Regions from separate parts of the Mus musculus genome. Here region 2 is linked to region 1. The links are chromatin contacts, called in public Hi-C maps. All regions are on one chromosome and are shown on one strand. The core of a region is the stretch at or near the end of the contact, and the rest is flanking DNA. Distances in the headings are between cores, read along the strand shown. Region 1 overlaps Cfap61 (cilia and flagella associated protein 61). Region 2 holds the start of A930019D19Rik (RIKEN cDNA A930019D19 gene).

Evidence for each region. Hi-C and Micro-C count contacts between places; a contact is called where the count stands out from the background.
Region 2: a Hi-C map of cerebellum shows a contact between it and region 1, with 2.2 times the contacts expected there. The contact joins the promoter of A930019D19Rik here to the enhancer-like site in region 1. A contact is called at or near these places in 9 of 39 promoter capture datasets (the 3T3-L1 cell line, the C10 cell line, the HPC-7 cell line and 5 more), 13 of 484 Hi-C or Micro-C datasets (B cells, the C10 cell line, LSK cells and 10 more), 1 of 115 datasets of contacts at active chromatin or transcription factors (embryonic basal ganglia) and 4 of 9 other capture datasets (adipose tissue, embryonic stem cells, liver and 1 more).

What each region holds. Positions count from the first base shown.
Region 1 is chr2:145,967,690-145,973,666 of GRCm38.p6, forward strand. Cfap61 (cilia and flagella associated protein 61) reads left to right here. Exons shown (of 27, transcript NM_001369121.1): 8 at 5,783-5,942. Among named protein-coding and RNA genes, the nearest start is that of Cfap61, 36 kb to the left of the region's middle. Within about 2 kb of position 4,147, at least 6 of the 459 cell types and tissues checked have an H3K27ac peak or open chromatin away from gene starts, as enhancers often do. A contact at or near this core is called in cerebellum, where this site is marked.
Region 2 is chr2:146,255,784-146,262,108 of GRCm38.p6, forward strand. A930019D19Rik (RIKEN cDNA A930019D19 gene) reads left to right here and starts at 3,503. Exons shown (of 4, transcript NR_040619.1): 1 at 3,503-3,610; 2 at 5,093-5,183. It overlaps Ralgapa2 (Ral GTPase activating protein, alpha subunit 2 (catalytic)), which reads right to left. Exons shown (of 41, transcript NM_001033348.3): 39 at 4,583-4,704.

The DNA.
Region 1 (5,977 bases), core at 2,897-5,396:
CATCAAAAGATGGCCTAGTCGGCCATCACTGCAAAGAGAGGCCCATTGGACTTGCCAACTTTAGATGCCCCAGTACAGGGGAACGCCAGGGCCAAAAAGGGGGAGTGGGTGGGTAGGGGATTGGGGGTGGGTGGGTATGGGGGACCTTTGGGATAGCATTGAAAATGTAAACGAGGAAAATACCTAATAAAAAAAATTTACAATTCTTGAAGATCTTTTAGTACCAAAATAAAACTTCAAATCACAAAAAAAAAAAAAAAAAAAAGAAAAGAAAACGTTCTGGAAAGAAGCCAGGCACAGGGACCACATACTGTATAATAACATATATCTGAAAGCTCAGGCTAGTCAAGTCTTGTGTAGACAGAAAGAAGTTAGGGGGTAGGGGGGTGTTCTTGTTTTTTCTTTGAGGCAGTGTGGATAAAATCTATGGCATTACATAATGGTTATACAATTTTATGATATACTAAAAGCCACTGCGTTGTATATTTATGAAAAGTTAGCTTGTAGTAAATGAATTATATCAATTTTTTAAATCCTGGTATCCAAGGTAAACTTGGGCCAATCAAATCGATCTTTTGAGGGAAGTGCCCAGTTTTTTTTTTGTTTGTTTGTTTGTTTGCTTTAGTAAGTGTGTTATATGTTATATTAAATAGACTCTGAGGCTGGAGAGATGGCTGAGCCATTAAAGGCTAAGCTCACAAGCAAAACAGCCACATAGGATCATTGTCCAAGCTGGACACTCCAAGCCCTGGGTATAAGCCATTCTCCTGCCTCAGTTTACCAAGTAGTTCAGAGTATAGGTGTGTGCTGTCACTCTCTGAATCATTAAGTGTTTAAAGCTCCCCACGTGATTCTGGTTTGTGGTCTGGTTGCTGGCTCTCTTCAGCCACTCAGCAGTGAAATACTCTGGGGAAGGGTGGGATGAAGTGAGACGCCTGTGGGTATGTATCCCTGAAAACGGGAGCCAGCCCTAAAACCTAGGATCTGAGACAGTACACTGAAGATTTTAGTTTAATTTGTTTTATATATTTAAAATTTTTACTGGTCCTTCAAAGACTTGCTTTCACATGTTCTCAGTTAGCTCTAGGCTAATGACAAAAGGAAGGGTCAGGAAGCATTTGGGCATAAGCAGCACCATTTTGAAAAATAGGGTTTTTACTTCACCACTGAAACCTACAGGGAACAGATAATACAGTGGCTGACTCAGGACTTTGGATCTTCCTTTCCAGTTGGTGTCCTGTTCAATACAGCCATGGTTTGTAGAAGTCTTTTAGTTGTCTGGTTTTATTTAAGATGCTAGTGCCACCCCAGATGACTTGAGGACGTGATCTTCAGCAGCCACAGTGGGCTCTGCCTTGTTCTCTTTCTTGAACTTGGGAACATCCATGTGTGAATGTCGAAGCAAACAAAGCCACAGGTTGGAAATGGCAGTGCTGAGCCTGTTGGAGTCCCTGAGGAGGTGAGGGAGTCTAGCCCAGTCTCCTCCAAAGCCTGCACTGCCTCCGACACCAGAAGCTTTATGCCCCATTGAGAGGAGATCACAGATTTCAGTCAAGGGCAAGGGAAGAGGTAGGGCCCGAGTACAGGAGCCTGGCTGGAGATCACTGTGAGCAGAGCCACATCTTGTATCTGAAGCCTTCTGGGGGTCAAGTTAAATACTGGTCCTACCCTCCACACACACTGTAGACTTAGATTTTTTTTTTCCAAAACCTCCTTTAGGGTTTTTAAAGTTTTCAGCCTCCCTTCTAACCCACTGACCAGAGGTAGAGAAAAAGAAGGTTAAAAGGAAAAGGATGTTGTGAACCTGTTTAGAAATAGTTCCTTGGGGCGATTGACTCTTCACTGTCTGGATATCAGCAGTCCAGTTCAGTAGCAAACACCAAACATGAACCAGTAGTGTTGGTACAATCCAGCAGAAACGGCAAGGCTCCTCCAAATCGGCAGAAGTCAGTTGAAGCGGCCAGAAACAGCTGGAATACCAGGAGAAGATCTTTGGCACATTTCTCTCTACAAAGTGAAGACCAGCGAAGACCAGCAAAGCCCACTGAAACACTGCACAGCGTAGCAATGCAAGCACATCCTCTCATTGTTCGTGGGGCTCCATTTACATTCTTTCTAAACATCACGTGACCTCTCAGGTGTCTGTCTTCAGCAAAACATCACATGCCCTCTCACAAAACAGTTTGCAAAAAGCATCACGTGACACAACTGAATTGTTAGAGAAACCAGAAATTTCTACTTCAGCACACCTGCCATTCTGGAGTTGTCTCTTTAGGGGTCTCTGAGCAAAGGCATGTTGGAGCCAACTTGGTTTAGCTTCAGAGAGCTAGTTGTGAAATCCTCAGGAAACTTGCAAGCTATTTGCTGAACATAGCCATTATCAAAACCTTATAAAGGCTGGGGATGTAGGTCAGTGGGTAGTGTTCCTGTCATATAAACCCAGCATGGTGGCACACACCTGTAATCCTAGCACTTAAGAGACAAAGATGGGAGGATCAAAAGTTCAAGGTCACCCACAGCCACATAGCCAGTTCAAGGCTATAGGACTACATGTGACCCTGTCTCCAAAGACAAACAAAAAAGGGCACTTGTATAAAATTACCGTATAAGGAATTATAGTAAATAATGTTTAAAGGCTATAATTGGGTTTCTTTCAGTGTTATGGAGCTCTTGGGGATTTTTGTCTGTTGTCTTATCTAGTGGACATAGTATATAATAGCCTGGCACTGCATTATTTCTTCCCTACTTCCCATTTGATGACATTGGTTGGCAACTTGAAACTACCATGATGACAGTATTTTACCATTGGCAAGCACTACACATCTGGGCATTTCTTCCCAAAACTGAATTGGCGTTTGCCAACATATACCATGTATTAGGGCAGCCACAACTACTGACCAGCTGTAGCAGGACAGAGTGCATCAAGTGTGCCTCTTCCCAATCCAGTACAGGATGGTTTCAGGCTGTTCACGAAGAATGCTACAGAGCATGGCTTGAGTTAGGAGGAAGATCACTGACTTGTTAAAGAATTGTTGGCTGTGAGGACTTTCTTTGTTCTCTCTGCTACTTTGGACGAGTTTTGAGCTGTGACTTTGCTGCAGGATCCTTGTCATAACTGTACTTTGACATCTGGTGTTTACTTCAAGCTGAGATTTCAAGGAAGGGCGGTTGGAGGCCAAGGCGGCTCCTAGAGACAGATGGGCAAAGCGTCTGTTTTGGCATCATCCAGGACACGGGCAGCAGTGGTCCGAGAAAGCACCACTGACCTGCAGGCGGGAGAGAGCCTGCCAGGTTAGCCGTGCACTTGGCACCAAAAGAAGGGGCTCAAAGCCAGTAACGGTCACAACGAGGACAAAAACCCTCATTGTGAAATATGGTCACTAGAAAGGGATGCCTGACTAGGGCTTTGGGGGTGGAGTTATAAATGTTAAAGCGCTCACGTATAGGAGAGTTAGACCTATTTGTGAAGACAAGACAAGCTCCTAGATGGTTTTCCAGGGACCTAAACCTTCTCTGTGTCATCATGAAGATTCACAGGACAGACAAGAAGAGAAAAACCTCGAGTTTTGTCTGCCAGTGTGAGGAGACTTGGACCGCAAGAAACAACTCTGTCCGCTGAACAATAACAGCAGCCAATGCCTTCGCACACTGTAAAGGGACATGCACACCAACATGCCCATGGCCATCCCGCAAACTGATATTTCAGAACGGTCTATCTCAAGGCAGTCATTTGAAGAAAAACCAAAGAACAGAAGAGACATGTCCGCCATCCGTTCTTGCTCTGCCGCCGTCTCTGATGGTGGGCTTTTGTAAGTTGTTACAAGCTTCGCCGAGAGATGGGACTATAACAGGTTGTGGAATTGGAAGATGCTAAATCTTTGTTCCTAATGGCAAAACATGTTTTTCTCATTTTCATCAGAATGTGTGATCCATGCCATTTGAAATCAAATCCCCAACACAATGAGCCATTAGTGTAATAGCTCATTACTAACAGCGGTCTTATAAATAATACATTCTTATCATGCACATGCAGCTCGCCATGAAGCCAGCAAAAGGTATTTCAGGCCATGCAAGTTTCGCTGCGCCAGCACGGCTGTAGATTAGAAGGACATCTCCATGTGAACCAAGATGGATGCCAATTTTCCCTGCCGGGAGTGAGGCTGGCCGTCTCTTTCTGCACATATGGTAGATGGATTGGTTAATCAGCGTCTGCTGAGTCTTGGGCCTGAAATTATAGAGAAGCCAGACAAGTGCAGCTACACAGCCTTTGTTCAGGAGTACAAACAAGACAAACAATTACTTGTTATTTGGGGAAAAAATTAAAATGTTTGTTTTGGACTTTCATTAAAGTGTCAATGGCTTTATAAAGCAGCTGTGTAAATCAGCCTTTTATAGCAAGTATCATTTGGGGAGGGGTCCGGGAAAGGAAAGAATATGCAAGGAAAATTCATTTCTAAAAAGACTGCTTGAAAATCAAAAGCATCTCCCATTTGTTTTTCAAGCACACAAAGGTGTCTTGGAGAAAGACTGTCTTTTTCCGTACCATCCAAACACTATTGCCGCTTCCTTCCCTGACTCAGGATGTTAAAGCATCTGCCATTTGTGTGGAGGTGGTAACTTCTCGAGAATGAGTGATGCAGAGTACCAGTGAGCCCACTTCCTGAATAGAATGGCTGGGTCAATCAGTCAGTCACTCAGCTTCCTGAGAGCCTGTGTTCCTCATCAAAAAAAATGTCAAAAATCTGGGTTGGAGAGATGGCTCAGAGGTTAAGAACACTCACTGGCTGCTCTTTCAGAGGTCCTGAGTTTAATTACCAGCAACCACATGGTGGCTCCCATCTATAATGGGATCTGATGCCCTCTTCTGGCACATAGATCATATATGTATGTATATATATATATATATATATATATATATAATACACAAAATAAATAAATCTTTTTTTAAAATGTCAACAATCATACAGTAAAATCGCGGTGAGCATTGCATGAACTTCAGTACCTGGTGCCAATGTCTCAGTGTGCTGAGCATTGTTTTGTTTGTAGATCAGGGCAGACTTCATTGAGCTGTTTCCCACCAAACAACCTTTCTTCACTTCTCCTCTCAGACCAGTCAAGTACTCAGTAAGTGAACTCAAGAGACAGTGAAGAGTTTCTCTCTGTCAAGGAGCCCTGAATTTGTGACTGCTCTCTAAGTTGGAGTTCATCTGATGGGTTCAGGGATGACCCCCTTCACTAAGAGCTGTCCGTGATGTGTGGGAAGCGCAGAGGGAGAAAGGCACCCAAGGTCAGGGCTTATGGCTGAGTAAAAAGAAAAGCAAGCAAACAAGCCCCCACCTCTCTCTCCCTCTCCCTCTCCCTCTCCCTCCCTCCCTCTCTCTCTCTCTCTCTCTCTCTCTCTCTCTCTCTCACACACACACACACACACACACACACAGTCGAGGGAGTGGAATAGGTGGGCGAGGGTTGGGGGTGGTGAGGAGTCACTCAGAAAGAGGTCACATGTAGCATTTCAGTAGTGTCTCCTTAAGAGGCTCTGACCAGTGCCCTAAGTTTCTTCCCAACTGTTAAGACCATCCACAGTGGTCACTTGTTGGACACGCTTTTGAGTGTGTTGTGTATCCCCTGCATGGTACCAGACACCAGAACCTCTTGGTCTTCTGCCCTTAAATAACTCGGAGTGCCTCCCAAGCTACCAGTGAGCCACACGCTATGCTCTTGTGACAGGTGCATGGCAGTCGTCGCCTGAAGTCTGAAAGGTGGCTGTGTTCCCGTGTTCCAGGTGGAAGGCAAGGCTGTCGGGTTCATGAGCGTGTGCACCAGCGTGAACTTGCCCCTGCTACACGAATGCTTTGACCTGGGCCCTTTCCATGGATTCTGCACCCCACATCCTGATGATATTCTGAAACCATCGCGTGAACCAAGTCTTGAAGAAGGTGAAGGTATAGTAGCCATCCTAGGATGAATCAGAAAGTTC
Region 2 (6,325 bases), core at 2,253-4,752, 290 kb after region 1:
TTTCCCTAAGCTATGATAAAGCTAAATACATAAGAAGCATAAGTATAAGCTGTGCTATCAATCTAAGCCTTCTTAAGACCACTTTAACAGGGATGGAGGAAGGGAGAATGAGAAAGAGTGGATACCAACTGAGTGATATGCAGGGGATTACCCTTTCAACCTGCATGAAAAGCTTGTTGGGCCAAGGTTGGGCTTTACCTGTCTGTTTCTGGGGGCTAACTTGCTTATTAATTGCCCAGTAAAATATTCCTTCCAGGATCTGTATACAAAATCATAAGTCTGTAAGATGCTGGTATAGTGAGCACCCATGCATGGTGTAAGATGCTGGTATAGTGAGCACCCATGCATGGTGGCCTCAACAAGGGGAAGCTGGTGGAACTTCTTCATCCCTTGGGGAAAAGGCCAGTGAACTACAGAACTAGTGCAGCATCTATAACCTAGATTCCCTTTGGGATGTCCAAGGTATAGCAGGATGTCTGTGGCTTTGTGAATTCATTCATTGGACAAGGTTAGGATTTCTGGTACAGTGTCAAAAGCTATTGTAGTGAAAAGCAGGAAAGAATGACAAGTCTATTCTACGAGACAGATGACCACAATCCTCCTTTCCAAGACACCATCCAGGCACACATCTGAGAAAGAGGAAAGTGTGCAGCTTTGGGCAGTGGCAGCATCTTAAGACTGACCCAGACTAATCTGGTTTAAGCCTCAAATATGACCTATATTCAAGCAGCAGATAGGGGATCAAAGTCGGGGTGACACATTTTCTCCCACTTGCTCTGTTATCCTGGAGCCTTTCCACCTCGCCTGTCACAAAGGAAGGAGAAAGTACTGCTGACTCTGTATTGGAGAAATCAAGGGCTGTGTTTTTGAGACTAACAAATAAACAAAGACCTGTGCTCCCTCTGCTGGCCCTCCTCAGCAGTATTGAAGTGGGCAGTAGCCATAACCAGTGTTGGCATCTCAAACAAACACCAGCCAATCCAGGGACACTGAGAACAAATCTCCTTGAACTTGGTTTTATACATTCCTTGGGATAAAAACATTCTCACCAACTTCTGACCATGATAATTTTAAATGCTGAAAGTTAGATTTTACATGAGACAAACCTACTGTTCTCAATTGCCAAATTGACAGCTGTGACCATAACAGAAATTTTGGGATTCACTTATCAACAGACACAAATGGACTACTCCAAGTAAGGTCCAGACACAATCTTTAGAGCAGCTTCAGGGGGTGAAAAAAAAAAAAAACCAAACCAAAACCACCCAAAAACCCCAGCAATAAGGAAACCCCCATGCAAGTCCAAACAAGTTTCTTTCCCTCTTTTTGTTCAGTAAGAGCCGCTCCCAAAGGTAAAGATTTACACTATATCCCTTTGGATAATGTCAAACACCAGACTGGATTCTCCAGGTCATTAGCATGCAGAAGAATGACCTCATGGTGAACAGATGCACTTGGCTGTGAGCTGCAGTGATTACATCAGTCCCTCCCCAGCACTCGAGGGTGCCCATTCCAGTTAACCCTTTATAGTCCTCTCTGCTGCTCCCCTTCCGTGATAACATGAAAACACAAACTTAGCACTCTACTCCCATAGCTCTGTGGGTTAAGAATATACAAATATGCATGCATAAAACATATAAATGTTAATATCAGCTTCCTTTTCGATTATTTATTACTTGCCAATATGGGAAGGGATCAAATTGCAAACTGCAGGCAGGGCTAGGTAAAAAAGCTATCCAAATACCTTTCATACAGAGTATTATTAATTCTAACAATAGATGCAACAGATACCAAGGGCTGCTTTAAAATAGCATTTCTGGTTGGGAGATGAATTCTCCTTTTAAAGGAGTTGACAGAAGATGAACTCTTATATTTGAGTCCCATGTCCCTATTCAGAGCTCATGGTGTACCTTGGATAGAAGTACACTCACTCATTTGGGTGCTCTGGCTCCTAGGCCTCTGTGGTCAGGGAGTGTGGCAGGCACAGGCTTTTCCCATCAACAGAGTCTATGGTCAAGCTCAGCTGCACATCTCTCTACAGTGGGGCTGTGCTGCTCTCTGGCTGTGCTGTATTATACAGTGCAGTACCTTCCTTAAAGACTGTATCCTAGGGAAGCCTGTCATATGTATGTAAAGCGCTTGGGCGCCCACGTCCCTGCTTTGATGATGTAAATGGCCACAGACAGTTTGACTGGACCCTGTGTGTAAGAAGTTCAGGGTCCATTTTTCCAGGTGGTCTGGAAGAACAGACTTCACCTCAGTCTCTGAGTGTAAGTTGGCTGGGCTGGGCTCATCTGGTTTTGACTGTGTTTGTCCTAAGAAAATAAAAAAACCACTATGAATAAGTGAAAAGTCTTTTCCTCTGTGAAAATAGGGGTGAAGCTGCACATACACCAGGAAGAATACAGCTCTGAGAGGTGCCCCTGCACAGATGAGGCTGTGAACCCCATTCTCACTGCACTGCCCTCACACTGCAGTTCAAATAGATTGCATTTCTATCTCTTTCCTTATCACTGTGAAGGGCAAGCAGAAGTTGTGAACATGACGGGATGCGGTGCTGATGTTGATCTGAAGGATAAAATCCATTTGCTTTGGTGTTCTATATTTGGTTTCTTGCCCCATATATAAAAGTTCTAATGTCTGTCCTGACAAGCTGTTGGAATTTTTACTAAATAATTAAAGAAAAAAAAAACAGGACATTCTCTAAAACAAAACAAAACAAAAAACAAAAAAACAAAATCTACCCTTCTCCAAAGTGGTCACACAAATCAAAATGCTCCTACAGTCCTAAGAACTGAATTGGTTGAACTTTATTTATACAGAGGCTAAAATATACATAGAAAATAACAGCCATCATTATTTCAATAACATTGATCATCATCAACTTTAAAAATAAAAAGTTAGGAAATATAAACATTTATCATTTCATTTTTTTCTTTTATTTTTAAGAAATGAAATGTTTTCTTAGAAGTTAAAAAAAAAAAAAAACAACAAAAACAAAACCAAAAACAAAAAAAAACAAAAAAAAAAAAAACCAAGAAACAAACCCAAAACCAAAGCCTCTGCTGAGAAACGCCGAGTCCCAGCGTCTCCAAAGGATGGGAAGAGACTGAATGGAGCTGGAAAGCATTAGCTTGCTGTGGATTCCTCCTGTTCTTTCACTGAAAAATTAGACACAATTTTAAACCGCTAGCCAGACTGGGTATGAAATCTTCATTTCCCTTGAAACAGATTTTTTTCTTGTCTTAGATAGAATGCTGGCAGAGCGTATAAAAGAATTCAATTCACAGCTGTTCTACTTTTTTTAATGTAAGAAACATTAATCAAAGCTTTAAGTTATAAGCTTTTCTCATGTTGCTCAGTATCCCAGTTCAACAAAGATCAATAGAGGCCATCCCTGTGTTTCTCTCGCCTCACCAGGAAGCAGAGGCGTGATTATGTAAATGGAGCTCTGCACCTCTGCCAGCTTGCTTATCTCCCAAGCCTTCTGCCTGCTGCTCCTGGCTTCCCAAGCAAGTGCCTGCCTCTCTCTCTTATCTCCCAACAAAGCTCCAAGAGGCACGGCCTGAAGCCAGCGATGTTAAACAATGACGCATGGCTGATTTTATTTGTAAGTGATTTATTTCACTGAATTTAATTTTTTTCACTTTGTGTGTAAGATATTTGTTAACAAGTCAGCACAGGAGAAGCAAGCCTGGTTCAGAAGCAATTAACACAGGCTAGAAATCTATTAAGCATCCTTATAGCTATGCTGAAACCAGGGAAGGTGAGGGAAGCCCCTCATTGAGATTTTCAACATGCTGTACACTAAATATTCCACTTACTGTCTGACAGGCAATTAATCTGTAACAGCACATGAAAATAATTTACCAGTAATAATTTTATTCTTTAAAAAAACCTGTAATAATCATACCAACAATTTAAGTGGCAGGACATACTTTTTTCAAATTGATAGTATTATATAGAAATAGTATGTATCTAAAAATAAGGGAATCCATGGAAAATTCCACTGACCTACTAAATGAAAGCCATTATAATTTACTTTCTAAAGGCTCCACACCAGGTGCTGCTGTGGTCAGTGGCTTGTCCACATGACACTGGTGTACGAGGCCCTCTGTAATGACAGGCCTGGGGACACTGTCCTTCCCTGTCTCTGGCAGTAATCCCTGACCCTGGTATCTCAGCAGCATAATCCCCATTTAGCATTAGAGCGACGGCTTCAACTGTGAGGAACTCTTTTCTGATAAGTATGCAGTGATTTGGGCATCGCTTTTAAACACCATATTCCCAGCTCAGCAAGAAACTCACACTCCTGAATGAACCGGAGCACATTATTGAGAAAAAGTTCATTAACCTTGCTAGATTCGAGGGTTAACAGGATAGCAGAAGAAAGGAACACAGCGAACAGCTCGGATACAAAACAAATTAAAATGAATGTCATCATTCCTTTTGAAATTCATTAGTTGATTCAGAGGGGGAACGTTCTTCTTAAATTTGCAAGCATTTATCTGTGAAAAACAGGTGTACATCTGCTACTCAATACGTCTTAAGCGGGAGGGAGGAGAATCATGTAGACACTCACCCGTTCCACTGACAGAGTAGCTGGGAGAGGGAGAAAAGACTTGAGCAGCGAAATCCTCAAATGTCATGACTTCCCGGTGGTTTTGAATTATTGCTTCCAGATACAGAGCTCGCTCTTCGTAGCTTCGGTAATTAGTTAAGGAGACAAACACACGTGCAATTTTGCATGCAGAGCAGTGGGTGATTTGTTTTAAATGCAGTTACTCAGCTTTCCCGTTCTAATGCTCATCACTTACCCTTGGAAACTCTTCAGCATTTTGCCAGAAAATTAAATATTTGTCACATATAATAGTGAGATGCTAGTTCTTAAAACCTAGGTTTCTTTCAGGTAACATCATATATAATATTACACACACACACACATATATAAATATAAAATGTTACAAAATTATAGCAAAGTGCTGATTATTATACCATCTCGAAGGCTGGCTCAAGCCAGGAGAGAGGTGGTCGAGTAGACCAACATTGGAATGGTATGGCGTGACAGCCTTCCTCTTCACTCCGGATCTAGGTAACAAGGATTCTCATCTCAATCTAAGGACACAAGGAACTGATACTTCAAGTAAGAGCTGGTGATGTAGTGGTGAGCACTTTCAACAAAGGTAAGAAAACATAACCTAGTGGGAGGAGGAGGCTAGGAGTTATATTCTGCAAGGGCAGCAGAGCCTCTAAGCAGGGTAAGTGATGAGCATTAGAAAATGAAAATGGAGATGGACGGAGATTGTAGCAAATGGTATACAGTGCAACTGCAAAAAAATAAAAAGAGAGAAACCATTGCCGTCTAATTAAAGCTGCAGTCTGGAACACACAACATTCAAATGTGTAATCAAAAACCAGTCACCAATAAAACTTACAAGCGTAACACGCTGAAGCAACTTTCCAGCTGTCTTAATAGGACCCCTGCTTGTGGCAGCCTTTCACAGGGCAGAAAGCAAATCTTCCCCTTTGTGTGAGGCTTCTGTTTCCTCTGAAGGTGAATCATGCACTTCCAATAAGAGGAGCAGTCAGAATGATCTGACAATGAATGGAGGCGCTACACATATAACTTTAGGAATTAGCACTGGGGGAAGCCAGCATGATGTCTCATTTTCCCTTCCTCATTACTGATGCAAAAGTTAAAGGATGTGTTTTGATTATTTTGAAAAATTGTGCGATTTCTTCATGAACACAAAACCCAGAGAATGTAGATTCCCCTTAGATTTTTATCTTGGGCTGCAAAGAAACATGATTCTGTATGTCTCACACTCTGTGTGTCTTAAAACAATCCTTTCACGATAAGTTGGGAGTGATTATGCCCTTCCAAGGAGTTTCTCTAGAGCTTGTTTTAAAACTGGAGCCGCTTTCCTATTTTCTTTTGGTAGAGTCTTGATACTGATCTCCAGATGCAGGTTCTCTCCCCACTCCTGTATCTTCAGGGATGGAGTCACACCAGGAGGGGACCTGAAGCTCTCTGGAGCAATGCTGACTACCTGGGAGCTACATGACTACCACAATTTCAATGTTTATTAACTGAGGTGCAAAAGGAACAGCTATGCTTCCCTGCCCCATCTGTATATTTCAAATAGTTATCAAGTCAAACTGCAGATACAGGATCTGGTGCAGGCACAAATGTAGAACGTAATGTTGGGATATGCTTCATGCTAGAATTTCCCTTAGAAACTCTTAGAAAAAATGGAGACTATGCACTGGAAGCTTTCAAAAGTGGCCCCTCTGAAGATACATGATTTTTTTCTTTGGATGGTCA